2 separate regions of the Mus musculus genome follow, and region 1 is linked to region 2. The links are chromatin contacts, called in public targeted proximity ligation maps. All regions are on one chromosome and are shown on one strand. The core of a region is the stretch at or near the end of the contact, and the rest is flanking DNA. Distances in the headings are between cores, read along the strand shown. Region 1 holds the start of Pgm5 (phosphoglucomutase 5). Region 2 has its middle 26 kb from the start of Fxn.

Region 1 (2,700 bases), core at 139-2,638, 610 kb before region 2:
GGTCAGAGAGCACCCCATTTCTCTTGACTCACCTTGTAAAGAAGCTGAGCTCAGCACAGGAGCATCCAGCCTGGAGACTAGGACTGGGTTCTTATCTCTGCCCACCTAGGACGGGGGATGAAGGACGTGCCAGCCTTGGTGCTTATGAAGCTGGCCTGCCTCCCTTTCCCTCCTTTCCCATTGCATTGAATCTTGGGAATTACTCTAGTCCCACACCTCCTGCGAAGCTTTCTCTGCTTTGTCCTCTGTCTCTCCACACACTGTAGATGGTTGGGTTCACAGCCGTGTGCCGAGCTCAGTCCCCACCCCCCCCTTTAATTCCCTCCCTTTTCACTCCTCTCTATATGAAGATTTTCCTGGTTTTGGATTTGAGGAGGATCAGAAAGAAAGGCTTCAGGCAAGGGGGCCAAGCACAGTAGGTGGCACCTCACCTTTGTTTCAGTTGGCTTCGTTCATTCATTCCTGGTGGACATTAAGTGCGTTTTAATCGCCTACCGAAAGTATTTTATCCAGAGTTCGGTAGCGTGGACAGATGCAGTGTGAGGGAAGCCGATTTCTAAGCAGATGTGTAGGAAGGACAAGCAGGAAAAGAATAAGAAAGTATGTGTTTGTTGCAGTTACAACAACAATGAAAACAAAACAAAACAAAACAAAACAAAACAAAACTCCCACCTGGAGAGATGCTACAAATGTAGATGCTGGGGTAGGTCCTGTGGACTAAAGGGGCCGACAGGGTATGATTCTGCACAACAAATGTTCCTGCTGAGTGTACACACACACACACACACACACACACACACACACACTCACACACACACTCACTGCCCAGCCTTCAGTTTCACCTCTGGCAGAGCCTAACAATTCTCAGCTCTCCTTTCCAGGGTTATTTTTGGCTAGGGCTGTTCTCTGATGGCAAAAGGTTTTAGCCCCCTCCCACCTCCCTCTCTGTCCTTACTAGGGAGAGAAACTTGCACTTGAGCTAAGCAGACTCAGGGTGTGGGGAGAGAGGGCTGTGGGCTAGGCCCCTGGCTAGCTCAGACTCCAGTGCCAGGCTGTCTTCTAGTGGAGAGTGGGCCTCTGGAGGAGCTGGAAGGCTGAGTCGGGGCACTGGACTCAAGAGTGTGGTGTGGCTGGGGACACAGGAGCTGGTCCTAGAGCTTGGCTTTGAGACACTCCCAAAGTCAGGCGAGCTGGGGAAAGGAATTGAGGACAGCTGGGCGATCCTCTGGAAAAGAGCTGGGCTGCAGAAAACTATCTGAAGGTGGAGGCAGACTCCACTCTGGGACGTTGAGGGGGACAATCCGAGAGTAGCGACGGGAGGGTGGAGAGGGGCGGGGAGGGCGCAAGGCGGAGCCGGGAGCAAGGCCAGACCGCGGGGGCCCGGGAGGGCGGCAGATCCCCGAGGCTCCCGCAGCCGCGGCAGGACCGGCCAGCGGCGCCATGGAGGGGAGCCCCATCCCAGTGCTGACGGTGCCCACGGCGCCCTATGAGGACCAGCGGCCGACCGGTGGCGGCGGGCTGCGACGGCCCACAGGGCTCTTCGAGGGCCAGCGCAACTACCTGCCCAACTTCATCCAGAGTGTGCTGTCGTCCATCGACCTGCGCGACCGTCAGGGTTGCACCATGGTGGTGGGCAGCGACGGCAGGTACTTCAGCAGGACGGCTACTGAGATCGTGGTGCAGATGGCTGCGGCCAATGGGGTGAGTGACTCTCACGCCCCGGTTTGCGGGGTCTCCACACCCTGGTCACCTCCCTGTGCTCTTTCCAGCTTCCCACCCGGGCGCACTGGCAGCCACTAGGCACAGTGGGACACTGGCCTTAGAGGAGCTGCTCTTCTCAAAGCCCCTGGGCTGGAAACTTAGGCTTCTCCGGCACCTGTTGTACTTTCTGCTGTATTCGTTCTGCATCCATTTTCCACTCCATCACAGCCTTGGGTGTCCCGTATTCCTCCAAGCGATTTATTGCCCACCTCCCTACACAGACTTTTTTCGAGTCTGCCAATATAATCTCACTCCGGTATTCTTTTATTCTATTTATTATTATTATTATTATTATTATTATTATTATTATTATTATTATTATTGCCGTAATCCTCTCTCTCCAAATCATAGCTGCCAAATTTTAACAATTATCTGCGTGGGCACACTCCAGTATTGAACCATGTGCTATTTGTCAAGACTGGGCCCCAACACTTCACTCTAGCCCAGTGGTCCTTTAGTGGTGACTTTGATTGGGACAGGAATGGTTTGGATGATTTTGGGGGCTTTGCAACCTTGGCTCTCAGTTCCCAGGAGGTCTCTAAAGGATGTAAGTGAGACTCGCAGCAGCATTCTTAACGCAATTCCTATCGCCCCTCCAAGATGCCTTCAGCATTGACCAGCCGGTCCTCTTCCTTCCCATCTGCATCCTCATTCTCTCTCCCTTCTAAGACCTCTGCAGTTTTTTTCTGCAACCTTGATTCTTAGACTTTGAGTTTCTTTCTGTCTGCTCCCTCTTCCCTACCCTACAGACAGAAGCACCCCCTTAAATGGTAAATCCATCCTGCTCTCCCCACCCCTGCTTAGCCCCAAATCTAGTTACCCAAACTTGTGACTAGCAAACTTTAGGGGGGGGTGGGTCTCTGAATTATCTGTAGGAAGTTTCCAAAAGTCATTTGAGCCTGGTGAACGCGATCAGATCCACACCCATGAAACTTTACC
Region 2 (2,805 bases), core at 188-2,687:
TGGGGTTACTTCAGGAATATGGGGTTATTATGAGAACAGAAATGGCTCAAAGACAGTTGCATCACCAAGGCCCACTGTAGCATGGGTGACAGCTCACAAAAGCTGAGAAACCCAGATCATGCTGCAGAGCCTGCAGGCAGCTCTAAAGGTTAGAGAATGTCCTTTCCAAGAGACTCCGGTCTCTTCCAGGAAGCTCAGCTGTTCCTCCCAAGTAGCTGGTCTGGTCTCAGAGTCTTCTTTGCATCTTATCTGAGAGAGATTCTCAGCTTTTATTGCTTACTCTGGCAAGGAGGGGCCTAGTGAATCTGCTCAGTTTCCGGAACTTCTAGAGGCTTTTCTGAGTTTTTTGCCTTCCTGTTTAAGACCTTTCTTATATAGTGGAATGTTTTAATCTCAGAGGAAACTGTTATACAACAGGTATACATTCATACACACACACACACAATATATATATATATATATTCACCACTCATTAGACAGAGGCAGGTGGATATCTTGAGTTTTGAAGCTAGCTTAGTCTATGTATCAAGTCAGAACAACCAAGGCTACATAGTATGACCCTGTCTCAAAAAAACAAACAAACAAACAAACAAAAAAAGACAGGTGGAAGAGTGGCTCAGCAGTTCCTAGCACCATGTGATAACTCATAAACCTGTCACTCCAGTTCTTGTGATATGACTCCCTCTTTTGGCACCAGGCATGAACACAAGCACACTGGCATGTGCACACACACACCACACAGACACATACATACACACAAAAAAAGCAAAACACTGATACACATAAACTTCTGAAAAGAAACATAGTATTTGTTACAGAGTCGCTTGACTCCATCTTGAGCTGAACATGGAATTTCTGTGTCCAAAAGGATTTTGTTCACTTATTTTTACAAATGTTAAAGTGTTCAAAATACAATATTTATTTATTTATTGTTTATTTATTTATTTATTATTAGAATTTGGCATATCTAGAAAAGGCTAGAGGAAGTCAGAACCATTCACTGTGTAAAACCAGGGAAGAAATCAACAATTCCAAATTCTTCATTAGGTCAGGGTCCTGAGTTGAGATCACATCTGCTACAGGTGTTTTAAGTCAGAACTGCTGTGTTTTGTAACTAAGGAGCCCAAACCTAGACTTGATTAGTGAAGACTTACAGGTGTGTATGAGTAACAGCGTTCTAGCAGCCAATTGGCTGATTCTAGCATGCGTGCTATTTGGCTTGTAAAAATTTTATAAATATTTCTTAAATCCAGCCTCCTGGTTCTCGGAAATCAGTTGCCTTCATCTGATTCCAAGACCTGTTTGAACAAATAAACACCTTCTATTTCCCCTTACAAGATCACACACTTAAGTGTCAGCTGCCTGTGGATAGATGCAGAGAAAGCAGGTCCTGCTGTGAGTTTAAAAACCAGCTGGTAAGGTGTGTCTTTGAGCTAAGAAAGGCCCACACCGCCACCCCCACGGAGCCCTTAAGTAACCATCGCCCAGCAGCTGCTAATGAGGGCCCTCTTTATTCATCAGCTTTCAAGACAGCTTTTCCCAGGGGCAGTTTGCCCATTGAGCGTGCCTCTCCAGTGCTTTAGGGGTAGGTAAAACAGGGTTTCCCTTGGAGGACAGAGTCAGACACACAGTACCAGACCCAGTGACAGAAGTTCCAGGGTCCCCCACCAGCCAAGGGGGAAGTGAGAAACAGCCACCGAATTCCTTCCGGGAGAATTTGAAAGTCTCTGGATGACCTAAGCACTTTCCCTTCTCCCAACCCCCAGGGCCAGCTCAAGCGGCCAAACTTAAGACTAGAGCTCTATAATGCCAACGTCATTTGCTTAAATAAATCCTAAGAGGAAAGAGAGACCCTAAAACCTCTAAGGTTAAAAAAACAAGTAAGCAGGGGGCTGGAGAGATGGCTCAGTGGTTAAGAGCACTGACTGCTCTTCCCAAGGTCCTGAGTTCAAATCTCGGCAACCACTTGTTGGTTCACAACCATTTGTAATGAGATCAGATGCCATACTTCTGGTGTGTCTAAAAACAGCTGCAGTGTACTCATATAATAAGTACATCTTTTAAAAAAAAAAAAAAAGCAAATAAGTTTAGATTTAGAATTATAGTTTGTTTTATAGCCCAGACTGAGTTTAAAACAATCCTCCTGCCTCTGCCTCCCAAATGCTTGGATTGCCGGTGAGCCACCATGCTTAGCAAGAGTTAACATTGTGATGCAGAGCTGCCCAGACTTTGCATTGCACAATTCAGGATGCCAATTTTCAGACACGACAGTAACTATGATGATGCCACCAGACCCTGCATAGGCCATCTAAAGTATGTCCACCTCATCCTGCTAGACCTTGACTTGCCAGTCCACTCACAATCCATCGGGTTCCACAAAAAACACCCTCCGGTCTGCCTCAGCCAGTAACTTGCTGATCAGGCACCCCTGTTAAACATCCTGAGTGCTTAGGCCAGAGAAGGCTGGCTCCACCCTCTCCCTCCATTCTTGCACTACACAGTGGAGAGGTGGCTCAGTGGTTAGGAGTACTCATTATTGCTTCTGCAGATTTTGTGGTAAATAGTATTGGGGGCTTCTAGCCCACCTTAGATCATTTAGTTCCCAAAATAAAAGACACAAAACCTTTCTATTTATAATAAGCCTTAAAGCACTAAAGCTGGGCAGATATCAACCCTCTATGTTATTTTGTCTACTCTCCCATCAATAATCCTGAGATACCAGTTGCCACATTTTGTCTGGGCTGCTCCTACTCTAACTGGCTGGCCCTCGTGGCCATGTGCTCACCATCCACCTACCCCATGCGC

The links.
Region 1: a targeted proximity ligation map of embryonic stem cells shows a contact between it and region 2, with 3 times the contacts expected there. A contact is called at or near these places in 1 of 39 promoter capture datasets (cranial neural crest), 5 of 130 datasets of targeted methods (bone marrow-derived macrophages, embryonic stem cells and pro-B cells) and 1 of 9 other capture datasets (embryonic stem cells).

What each region holds. Positions count from the first base shown.
Region 1 is chr19:24,860,530-24,863,229 of GRCm38.p6, reverse strand. It overlaps Pgm5 (phosphoglucomutase 5), which reads left to right and starts at 1,388. Exons shown (of 11, transcript NM_175013.2): 1 at 1,388-1,701. The coding sequence starts at 1,441.
Region 2 is chr19:24,252,718-24,255,522 of GRCm38.p6, reverse strand. No RefSeq gene overlaps it. Among named protein-coding and RNA genes, the nearest start is that of Fxn, 26 kb to the left of the region's middle.